Regions from separate parts of the Sus scrofa genome. Here region 2 is linked to region 1. The links are chromatin contacts, called in public Hi-C maps. All regions are on one chromosome and are shown on one strand. The core of a region is the stretch at or near the end of the contact, and the rest is flanking DNA. Distances in the headings are between cores, read along the strand shown.

Region 1 (6,308 bases), core at 575-3,074:
TCGGATTCGTTAACCACTGTGCCACGACGGGAACTCTCTTTTTTACCATTTTTAAGTGTACAGTTCAGTGATTGTTGCCTAACAGATCTCTAGAGCTTTTTCATCTTGCAAAACTAAAACATTATACTCGTGGAAAAACAACGCTCCATGTTTCCCTTCTCAGTCCCTGGCAACCAACCACCACAGTACCTTTCTGGTTCCATGATTTTGACAACTCTAGTTACCTTATATAAGTGGAATACAGTGTTTGTCCTTTTGTTGACTGGTTTATTTCACTTGACATAATGCCCTCAAGGTTTATCTTTGTTGTAGCATGTGACAGGATTTTTAAGACTGAATAATAGTCTACTGTATGTATATGCCACATTTTGTTTATCCATTCATCCATTCATGGATATTTGGGCTTCTTCCACTTCTAGGCTATTGTGAATAATGCTACAGTGAACATGGGTACGCAAATGTTTCTTCAAGTTGTTGCTTCAAATTCTTTTGGATATATACTCAGAGGTGGGATTTCTGGATCAGAAAGTAATTATGTTTTTAGTTTTTTGAGGAACCTCCAGTGTTTTCCATGTTGGCTGCACCATTCTATATTTCCACCATTTTATATTGGGCACAGGGTTCCAATTTCTCCGCAGGATTATTACATATTGGAAACATGCGGCAATTACCTGGGTGGTTGTTTTGGACACATTATTTTATCAAAAATGTTTACAGATTTTTAAATTCAGCCTAGACCAGCAGTGTTGACAAAGATCTTAGGAATCCCTTCTCCTTTGTTTGAAAGTTAGTCATAGTCTTCTTCTCAGTCATATTCTCTCCCTTCACCAGAGTAGAAGGGATTGAGGTTTCTGTGTCACAGGTGGAGGGAGGACAAGATGTGAGCACCACATATGGCTAATCAGCTATGATTGAAATGTTATCTATTACCATTATTATTATTTTGGAGCTGCTCAGTGCTTTAAGTAGAAAGGAAATTAAGAGCACAGAGCCAGACTGCCGGGGATGAATCTGAGTTCCTCGCATAGCTACCTATGTGATCTTGGGCAGATTTTTCTGTGCCTCAGTTTTCTCATCTATAAAATGGCAATGTTAACTATACCCACTTCACAGAGTTCTAAGGATTAAGTAAATTAACAATGTAAGTGATAGGAAAGTGTTTGCTAGATAAAGGTGGAGGGCGCCTGGTAGCATGTATTAGGTCCAGCCTTACCTCCGTTTTGCAGAGCCCGCACAACTGTACGCTTCCCCGGTCTTAGTGTGTTTTAGGTGTTATTCAGTGGTCCGGTTCCCTCCATGGGGTGAGTGCCTGTGTTGTTAGAAACTTCCACCAGGCAGCGGTGATTGTAGGTTGCTCGTCTGTCGATCAGAAGTGTTCCAGCACATGCCTGGGTATGACTCCACTTAGTGCATTGAAACAGGTGTCACACACCTGACGACGGAATGTTTCGCAAGGTCTGCTGCCGGGGTTGAGGTAGAGCTGTATGGAACTGCAAGGGGCAGCGGGGACCGCAGGCCCTGGGCTAGTGGAAAGAACGGGTGCTGCCCACTGGAGAACGAAGCAGGGATCTTGGGTCCCACACCTGTCGGGCTGCGGAGACCGGGGTCGCGTGCACACGTGTTTGGCAGGAGGATTGGTCCACACCTCCTCGGGGCAGCGACCACCGCGAGCCGGGTGCGCATCGTGGGAGGTGCAGTTACACACTTCCTGTGGGTTTCGCGGACCACGGCGCGTTTCCGGTGCCGGCTGGAGCCCGGGGTCCGAGCCCCCGCCCCGCTTGCCGGCCCCGCCCCGCCCGCGCCCCGCCCCCCGCCCGCCCGCCGCGCTGCGAGCCGGGCGCGCGGAGCCCGGGGCGCACGAAGCGGCGAGCGCCGGTCGGCCGAGCCAGGCTGGCGCCCCCACCCCCAGACCCGTACCTCTGTCGGTCGCCAGTCCGGCGCCTCCCCAGCTCCACTTGCCTTCGCCACCCCCGGCCCTGCGGCCGCACTCCCTTCCTTCCCTCCGTCCCGCCCCGTCCAGCCCGCGGTGCCCGGCTCCCTGAGGCCCCCTCGCTGCCCGCGTTCCTATGGACAGACGCACAGACACCTGCAGGTGGGTGAGAGCCCGCGCGCGGAGCGGGGACGAGCGCGCCGACGCTGCGCCCGCGGCCGGGAGCCCCTTTGTGTGGGGGGCGGCCCGCGCTGGGGTCCGCGGGTTCTCCCCCTCGGCGGCCTAGCAGTGACCCGGCTGAACCTTCCTTTTGTTCCTCGGGGCGGGCAGAGGCGGGGGTGCCGCGCGGGAAGGCCGAGAGTCAGGGCTGAGAGCTGGGCGGCCAGACGTCGCCAGCTACGGGCTGGGGGACGTGCAGGGTAGAGACCCCCGGCGGCCGAGCGAGCAGCGGCGGGGGGGGCCGCGGCTTTGGACTGTCTCTCGGGCCGGCCCGCCGCCCAGCGTCTCCTGTCGCCGCCGGGGCCGCGGTCGCGGTGGTGCTGCGTGGGTCCCGCTCGCCTGCTCTTGCTCTGGGGTCTGTTGGAGGTGGGAAGGAGGGCGGGAAGGGTAAAGAAAAGATCTGCTCTCTTAGTTTCCAAGTCTTGAAGAGGTTATGGAGAGAGAGAGGGAGAGAGGTGTTTCGGGGCTTTGCCCGACTTGTTTGCCTCCCGCAAGGCACGCCGAGATGCGTTTGGGGCGTGTGTGAAGGAACGTGCATCGCTTCGGTCCCTTATTTATTGTTTCTAACGGAGGAGGGTTTTCTCCGGAGGGCTCTTCCGCCCCCCACCACATCTGAGGCTGCGCACAGTGATTTGTGTTTGTTATCAAATACATCGAGAAATAGATTTCCCTCGGTAGGAGGAGGTTGGGCTGACCAAAAGCAAATCAAAATCGAAGAATGTTTTGTAGTTTTTCTGGTGGCTTGCTTGCTTGGTTGCTTGCTTGGTTAGATAGGGACTTACAGGCAAGAAATAAAAGATAAATATGACTGTGATTTTTACATAAGTATGTAAGTTTAGGGGGTAAAGTTTAGCTGTTTCCCAGACTCCTTAGGATTGACATGACAGTCTTCTACCTATTAAATAAATAGTTAGCAAGAAACTCAGGTAGTGACAGCTTCCACAGTGGAGGTGCAATAAACAATTATCCAGTTTTCCGTTCAGGTTAAAACCTTTATTTTTGCTGGTTTAAGATATGAGATATTTCACGACCTATGGGGAGAACATGAGATGTTAGAACTGATCGTTTCCCCTGTGATTGTGTTTTCCTTGCTATATGTACTTAATGTAGTTTCCATAGTCAACGATTGGGTTGTGTGTGGTGGATATAATGTTTTGAAAAGTACTGTATATGGTATTTCTGATTTATGTTATCTAAGTTTTTCATGAACAGTTGCTACGTATTTGTAGGTACTCAAATAATAAATGAAGTTGAATAGAAGACAGGAAATTAATTTTGCAGCTTAAGGTTTTAACGAAGGTATGGATTTGTATCTTTGCATTAACCTCCACTACTGCTCATTTCTGGAGACTTTTTTTTTTTTGTCTGTTATGTGAGAATCCTTACTGACAAACTTAAATCTGATGGTTGCCAAGATTTAAAAAAAAAAAGAAAGAAACAGTTTAGGGGACACTCAGTTATATGTACAGCTATATTTAGAAAATGGAATCTTTCTTAAATTTTTTTTTAAAGTCTTATTATCCAAACCTGAAGGAAAATCATGGTGGGAAAGTATTTGCAGTTTAAATTGTTGTTGAGTAAGATATAGCAATACATCAGAAAACCATACACAATTTAATGTAGTTTTAACTAGGCAAACTGATTTTTGTTACTATAAAGAGGAGACAGTTTAGTATGCCTAAAATAGTGGGGTTTTTTTTCTGGGAGAGAAATTTATCCTAGATTCTTGTCCTAGTTTTACATTAACAGATTACTATTATTGCATGCCTAATTTTATAAATGCCTGCAGTGAACATTTTTGTACACTTTAATTCAAACTTAGAAGAGGCTGCATCTAACAAAGATCATACCAGCCTCTTTGATTAGTTCCTGCTTTGACTTCTGGTCTAGATTAGATAAATGAATTTAATCTCTGCACAGAGCTCAGTGCCAGGCACTGGTAGGCCCTTGAGCAAAATTCCTCTTCCTTTTCTAGTAAGGATGGCCCAAAGAGAATAGGTATTGAAATTTGTTCAGGCTTTATCATGCATGGTGGAATGGAATTCTGAAACATTCCCAGAATTTCAGCTCTTAGATACTCTTCATCAGCTCTTAGTATTAAAAAAGACAAGCCAACAAATTGAATTGCATGTTTATGTATTTGTTTACATGGCTGTCAGTTGTAGCATTAAGGTTTAACAAAGAGTCACTGTGTAAACTGAACATTAAGAGAGTGTGGCCTGCATTGAGAATTGCTTGGCAGAGTTGTAGCCCTGTTTAATAGTTTTCTGGGATTGGCATGGAGTGTTCATGTGGGTTGGCTAAATGATAATACCTAGTTTTTTGTTTTTGTTTTTTGGCTGTGATATGTAGGTATTATTTTTTGTTTGTTTGTTTTTACTTTTGCTTTTCTATAATTAACCATACTATTTTAGTATAATCATGAGTACTCCAGAGAACCTTTCCTATTTTCAACTGATCTCTCATTTGGTATGTTGGTGTGAGGAAGGCAAATTAGTTTTCCTTTCTCATGGTTGAAATTTTTTTCTGCTACTTTTGATATTATGAAAAATTAATACTACTTCAAGAAGTTTTGAATTTGTGTACAGTTAGATTTTTTACACTGACATTTACCCGTCTCTTTTTTTAAAACAACACTAAGCTGTCTGTAGTGAAATTTGATAGGCTTTAAAATCTGTAGACTTTTCTAGTCTTTTTGTGTTAGTTATCAGTGCGGTAGCATTAAGGGATGCCCCAAATAGCCCCTTTATATGTTACCTGGAACCCTGAAATGACTAATACTGTCATTGGTAATAACCACATGGAAAACGGAAAAGTAACACTTATATTCTTTATTAAAGATCGGTGACTTCCAAATTCTTTTTCATGCAGTTTTTTGTAGCTTGTTGGGAAAGCAGGCCTGACTGTGAGAAGTGTGGATATCGACCTCTCATTCCAGCCTTTATCGTCCTGCATTGTTTAAGAGCCGTACGAACCCTTGCTGCTCACAAAAACATGCAGAATCCATTCTTGGATTAATATTCTGCTACCAGATGTATGAGGCTGGCTCTAAAGAAGCTTTTTCTCTTAAATACTGTCAAAAATAGAGAAGCTGAAGATTGGAGAGAAGCCATTTATTTTGAACAGTTTATTTTTTGACAGTTTGTGTTTGTAAAGAAACCTGCTCATAATATTTACTGAAGAGATCTACATAGTTGCCCAAAGAAACCCCACAGGTTTCTTTTTTTCCATGAAAAAAGTTTCCATAGAGCTTAACTCTTCCGTGATACTTCTTGACTTTGCTTCTGATTAGTTGATTTATGGACTTTATTTACCAGCATGATTGGAGAATTCTTTTGCTGTACTGAAATTGCACTCTGCCTGTGCTCTCTTCTGTTTCCTAGGTAACAAATGCACTGCATGGATTCCATAATGAGGGCTGTGGTTGGCTAGTTACAGTGTAAATTCTGTTGTTTGGTAAAGCTTAGTCTCAAATTCAGATAAAGGTCAAGAAAACCAAAAGTACTGAAAATGCAAATTTTTGCATTTTATTTTGTATCCAATGTCAGCAAAGTTTAATACCCTTTTCTGGAGAAAGGCAAATTATGCAGCAGTATTCAAGTTTGTTTTGCAAAATCTTACACTTAAACAGTTGGAGAGCTTTTTGGCTATTGCATATTGGTAATACCAGTGTCTCTAGTGACAAAGAAGATGTATTTCAGAAACACTTTATCACACTTACTATAGAAAGCAAAGGGATGTAATTAGTCCTTTTATACTGAAAGAAATGTAGCATAAAAAATAAATTGTGCAGCTTTATGTGAGATGTGACTAAAAAACTTTAAAAAGGCATTATATTACTTAAACTTTTTAAAACATTAGGATATTGTACAATAAAATGATGCATTTTTCTTCTAGTTTGTTTCTCCCCTCTGATCTGCCTGAATGTTGACTGGCCTGGCACCAGGGAGCAGGTCTTTTAGTTGGAAAATAGCTTTCCCATCCACCTTACTCTTCTTTTGGGCCCCTAGCTCCATTTGCAGGGGAAAAAGTAGTGCAGTTGCTACTAATTATTTCCTGTTTGTTAGGAAAACAAAACAAACAACTTTAATATAATCCCATTAATACCCATTGCAAATTTTTTTTTTTCATTTCATGACTGAAAATTTTTTTTATTTGC
Region 2 (5,621 bases), core at 2,943-5,442, 190 kb after region 1:
GTTTTTGCTTTCTGCTAAACTACACATACATAGGGGAGACCCCAGCAGTGAAGCAGCAGCTGAAAGCTAAAAAGAATGAGCAGAGATTTCAGCTGCTGCCCAACCTAACAGAGACAAGAGTTTAGAGTATGAGATGAGCCAAGCCATCTGCTAGAAGAAAAATCAAATTTCAGAGGACTGTAACAGAATGCAGAGTCTCTACAATGGATTAGTCATAATAGCCAGTATTCAATTACAAATCACTTAGTTAGGAAAAAGAAAAATGTAACCCAGTCTCAAAAAAAAAAAAAGAAAAGAAAAATGCAGTCAACAGAAACCAACTCCAAGATGATCTAGATAATGCAATTAGCAGTGACATAGGACCTGTATACAGACTTAGAACAAACAAAAAAATTTGATAATAAAAAATAACCAGGAGTTCCCGTCGTGGCGCAGTGGTTAACGAATCCGACCAGGAACCATGAAGTTGTGGGTTTGGTCCCTGCCCTTGCTCAGTGGGTTAACGATCCAGCATTGCCGTGAGCTGTGGTGTAGGTTGCAGACACGGTTCGGATCCCAGGTTGCTGTGGCGTAGGCTGGTGGCTACAGCTCCAATTCAACCCCTAGCCTGGGAACCTCCATATGCCGCGGGAGCGGCCCAAGAAATAGCAACAACAACAACAACAAAAAGACAAAAGACAAAAAAAAAAAAAAAAAAAAAAAAACCAAATTTTTCAAAATTGAGCAAAGGGCTTGAATAAACATTTCTCAAAGGAAGATTTACAATGGCTAATAAACACACTCAAAAAAGTGCTCCACATTTGTCATCCAGGAAAGGCAAGTTAATACTACAATAAGATGTCACTTTACAGCTTCTAAAATGGCTAAAATTGAAAAGACCAACAATGCTATATATGGAGCAACCAAAATCCTCACACATGCTAGAAGGATTTGCAACCACTTTGGGGAAAGATTTGGCAGTTTTTCACAAAGTTAACTATAAACTCAGCTGCTCCATTCCTAGATATTTATGCAAATATCTGCAAAAAGACTTACAAATGAATATTCATTTATTCACAATGGCCAAAACTGATATAACCCCAAACCTTCCAAAAAGGAGGATATAAATAAGTAAATTGTGGTAAATTCATAAAATGGAATACTAGTCTCCAATAAAAAGCTATGTTTGTGGGGTTTTTTGGCTTCACTTGCAGCATATAGAAGTTCCCAGGCCAGGGATGGAACCCATGCCACAACAGTGACAATTCCAGATCCTTAACCCACTGGGCCACCAGGTAACTCCAAGAATGACCTACTGATACACAGTACAACATGGATTCTTCTCACAGACAGTACAGTGAGTATGAGAAGCTGGATACAAATACACACTATGATTCCATTTATATGAAGCTTAAGATAAAACAAAACTAAGATTAATTTAAAAACACGATGGGTCAAATAGTTTTTTTGTTTGTTTTTGGCTGTGCCTATAGAATACAAAAGCTTCTGGGTCAGGGATTGAACCCGTGCCATAGCAGTGACTCAAGCGCTGCAGTGACAATGCTCAATCCTTAACCCAATGCACCACAAAAAACTCCAATTTACCTTTCCCTTGATAACGTTCTCTGAATCCTGGGCCAAAAGGGAATTCCCAAATAAGAGTTTAGACTTGATACAAAAAGGAAAGACAAGTTTGCTTCAAGTTTCTAAGCAGCAAACAACTTACAAAGTGGAATTTAATACTTTCTAGAGATGTAATTTTACTTTTTAAAACTGTTTTTAAATAAAAACGTCTTATTTAGAATATTTCTAATCTTATTTTATTTATTTATTTATTTTTTTGCTTTTTAGGGCTGCACCCGTGGCATATGGAGGTTCCCAGGCTAGGGGTCTAATGGGAGCTACAGCTGCCAGCCTACACCACTGCCACACCAGATCCAAGCCACGTCTGCAACCTACACCACAGCTCACAGCAACTCTGGATCCTTAACCCACTGAGCGAGGCCAGGGATCGAACCCAAAACCTCATGGTTCCCAGTCAGATTTGTTTCCGCTGTACCAGATGGGAACTCCTAATTTGATTTACTTTGGAGAGCTCTTAACATAGATGAAATGTGTATGAAAGTTTTTAGAGCAAATGAAGATGAAGGCATGGATATTGCCTAGTGGTAACTTCTTGAAAAAGGGTTCTGGAGTTCCCATCGTGGCGCAGTGGTTAACGAATCCGACTAGGAACCATGAGGTTGCGGGTTCGGTCCCTGCCCTTGCTCAGTGGGTTACCGATCCGGCGTTACCGTGAGCTGTGGTGTAGGTTGCAGACTCGGCTCGGATCCCTTGTTGCTGTGGCTCTGGCGTAGGCCGGTGGCTACAGCTCCGATTCGACCCCTAGCCTGGGAAACCTCCACATGCCGCAGAGGCGGCCCAAAAAATAGCAAAAAAAAAAAAAAGAAAAGAAAAAGGGTTCTGAGAGTTCCCGTTGTAGCTCAGCAATAATGAACCCAACTAATATCTATGAGACTGCATGTTCCATCCCTGGGCTCGTTCTGTGGGTTAAGGATCCAGCATTGCTGTGGCTGTGGCGTAGGTCGGCAGCTATAGCTCTGATTCAGCCCCCAGCCTGGGAACTTCCAAAGGCCTTGGGTGCAGCCCTAAAAAGACAGGGGGAAAAAAATGGAGGGGGGGGGGGTTCTGATCTCAAGTAAAAGAGCAAGAAAACACAGATGTCAGAGGAGGACCTAGGTTTACAAAATGTGAATGATCTTAACCAGATTAAAAGGTAAGATTTATAGCTATTAAGGATGTTATATATTGGACTTGCTTGGTTGGACTTGCTTCAAATATGGGGGTTTTACTTTGCTATTCATTTTTTATTCTGGCTTCAGCATGCTAAGTTTTCTATCAAAATACTTTACTACACGGGGAAAAAAGTTCCTAGGAATAAATTCCAGGACGCATTTACCTTGACCTGAAGAGTTTGCTGCCATCTTCCTATTCTGTTTCAACTATGTTCAGTGGCAATGGGTCAGCACTTTACAATCACCTATAAGAAATGTGTACACACATATCTTCATCTCTTCGGAAGCATACATCTGAAAGGCACACAGACTTAAATCAAGCCCCTCAAGTTATTAGAGCATGAAGGTTAAATGTTTATTCTTGCAGATGTTGACACCAACATTTAGCATTAGTCTTTAATTACATAATTAGGCTGTGCTTGTCAAATACTACCAAATGTATTAACTAATTGAGAGCATCAATATGATCACAGAGATGGGAAGAAAAATCACGCATCTAGGATGCCTCTCCAGCCACTTAAAAAACCGTACCTAGCAACTACTGACAGCTAAAAATAAAACGAGTCGAATATTTATCGAGTACATATTCTGCACCATACACTGTGTAAGATGAGTGAAATCAGTTATTTCATTTATCACCACTTTATAGATGGGGAAATCGTGCCTAAGGTCACAAAGCTAGTGAGAATACTTTGGGCTGTTGAGTTTCCAAACTTTGTGTTTTTGTATCGGGCCTTGGAGAGAACTCAAAAGAGCAAGACCCTAATTCCTGCCCTCAAGAAACATATAATTCGGTGGGAAAACAACCATACTAACGAAGTTTAACAAACGCGCTCTTGTAAACAGCGCTCTGCAAGCGCAGAGGCACTGATTCTCCCGGCTTGGCGAAGGATGCCCTCAGGGGTCTTTGGGAAAATCCAAGCGCTAGCAAACATTTTTTTCGTTTTGAACGAAATAATACTAAGTGTCTCCTGCGGCGAAGGAACACAGGGCGAGCGAAGCCTGATTTGAACGGGAAGGACAAGAGGGCCATCTTCGTCAAGCAGAGATGGGACCGGGCTGGACCTGCGTCTCAAAAGGGTGCCCTGGGGCGTGGTGGAGGGCAGGCCGGGCAGGAGCTGCGGCAGAGACCAAAGAGCGGAGAAGGAGTGAGAAACGCTGGGAGTGAGAAATGCTGGGAGCAGGGTTGGCGGAGGCCACTGCCCGGTGGCAAGGGACGGCTGCAGCGGGTCAGCGCCGGGGCCACGTGCTCTGCTCCCCCGGCGCCGCCAGATGGTCCTACTTACCGGGAGGCGAGAGAGCCCCGGGCTGCCTCAGTCGGGGTGCGTTCTCCAAGGGGACGCGACTTGAAGAACCGCAAACAGAGCTCAACGTGCCGTTCTACAACCTTCCCGCCCCCGCTGCGCTTCCGCCTCTCGATGACTTACCGGGGAGGGAGCGGAAGTTCCGCCTCCCGGCTGAACCCGGGGGCCGCTGCTCACTGCGATTCGTACTCTAACTGCCGCCTCCTGCAGACGCCACTTCCCTTCCAAGAGTGGCAGGTGGAGAGGCTCTTGGAACACGCAGGCCGCACCAGCGGGGGCGGGGCCGGCCGGGGCGGGGCCCGAGCGGGGCGGGGCGCAGGGACGCCTCCTACGGGCTCCGCTGGGCAGGGGCGGGGCAGAGACCGCCGGGTCCCTAGCACCGCGAGCGGCCCATTCATCTGGGAGCGGCGGGGGCGAAAAGCCACCCAGCACTAAAGGCCTAGCTCCCCTTGGGATTCGGAGAGCAAGTCTTCATAGGCTAGACTCGCTTCCCAGCTTTAACAACCTTCTCAGGTTGAGCGTCTATATACGCAAATCCCAGGCATATTTTTCTTTTGTAGTTTACATAATTATACATGAGAAAAGCAATAAACTTGTGGAAACTTTTACTACTGTGCAATAGTCTGTATTTAAGAAATGGGTATGCCACATCTCAGAACACGAAGTCGTTCCTAGTGGGATCACCTGTCGGCCTGATTCCAGCACAATAGATATACTTCTCTGCATTGAATAGTAACCTCGTGTGGATGTGTGTCACCTGTTCTGGGTCGTTAACCATCTTAACATCGCCATCTTTTCTAGAATTTGAGCATATGTTCTTAATAACTGATGTTTGCTTAATAATATGTTTATGGTGCCCAATTTTGTTGTGCATGGATCCATGACTGAAATTTGAACTACCAAGCATTTATTAAGTGCCTGTGCATGCTAGGTGCTTCCTGGGCATCAGCTCTGGTCCTGTCACTCCCTGATTTATGTATGACTTACATTCACTCCTATATTTATATGTGATTTATTTATATATTTCTTTCTTTATTACTTATACATCAGACTCAGAAATGTTCAGTTACTTTATGTCAAGTAGCTAGCTGAATTTCAATGACTAAAGGTCTGTCATATGGGAAAGCCCCGGTTCTTAAATCTCACACATTGTCTCTGCTCTGCAGGAAGGAACTCCTCTGAGACCAGATCCGAGAGCTCAGTAGTCTGCTGACTTCTTTAATCTAGATGTAAAATGAGCATTTTGGTAGTTGGCCGGGACCCCTTTTCAGCTAAGAGAACTTTTTGAGATCTGGACTGGCTAAAATGATGACTGGAACATATGTTGCTGACAGAACGTTAAGAGAATTTTTTGTTTTTATGTTGTCAATACAGAAATTAGGGCATAAGAAAACTCCAGTCTAAGTCCCAAGAATTGAACAGTTCAGAACAGACATTCTGAACAAATTTCTTTAAGGTGAAAAAAAGAGTTCTACCCCCCAGAACACCATTTTGTAATTTCATAATAGATTCAGCCTCACAGGATTCGGAAAACATTATCAAG

Evidence for each region. Hi-C and Micro-C count contacts between places; a contact is called where the count stands out from the background.
Region 2: a contact with region 1 is called in a Hi-C map of embryonic fibroblasts, with 3 times the contacts expected there. The contact joins the promoter of INIP here to the promoter of KIAA1958 in region 1. A contact is called at or near these places in 3 of 5 promoter capture datasets (fetal liver, fetal skeletal muscle and liver) and 2 of 47 Hi-C or Micro-C datasets (embryonic fibroblasts and fetal skeletal muscle).

What each region holds. Positions count from the first base shown.
Region 1 is chr1:253,200,556-253,206,863 of Sscrofa11.1, forward strand. KIAA1958 reads left to right here and starts at 1,825. Exons shown (of 5, transcript XM_013993763.2): 1 at 1,825-2,092.
Region 2 is chr1:253,389,659-253,395,279 of Sscrofa11.1, forward strand. INIP (INTS3 and NABP interacting protein) reads right to left here and starts at 4,193. Exons shown (of 5, transcript NM_001244886.1): 1 at 4,061-4,193; 2 at 2,939-3,019. The coding sequence starts at 2,963.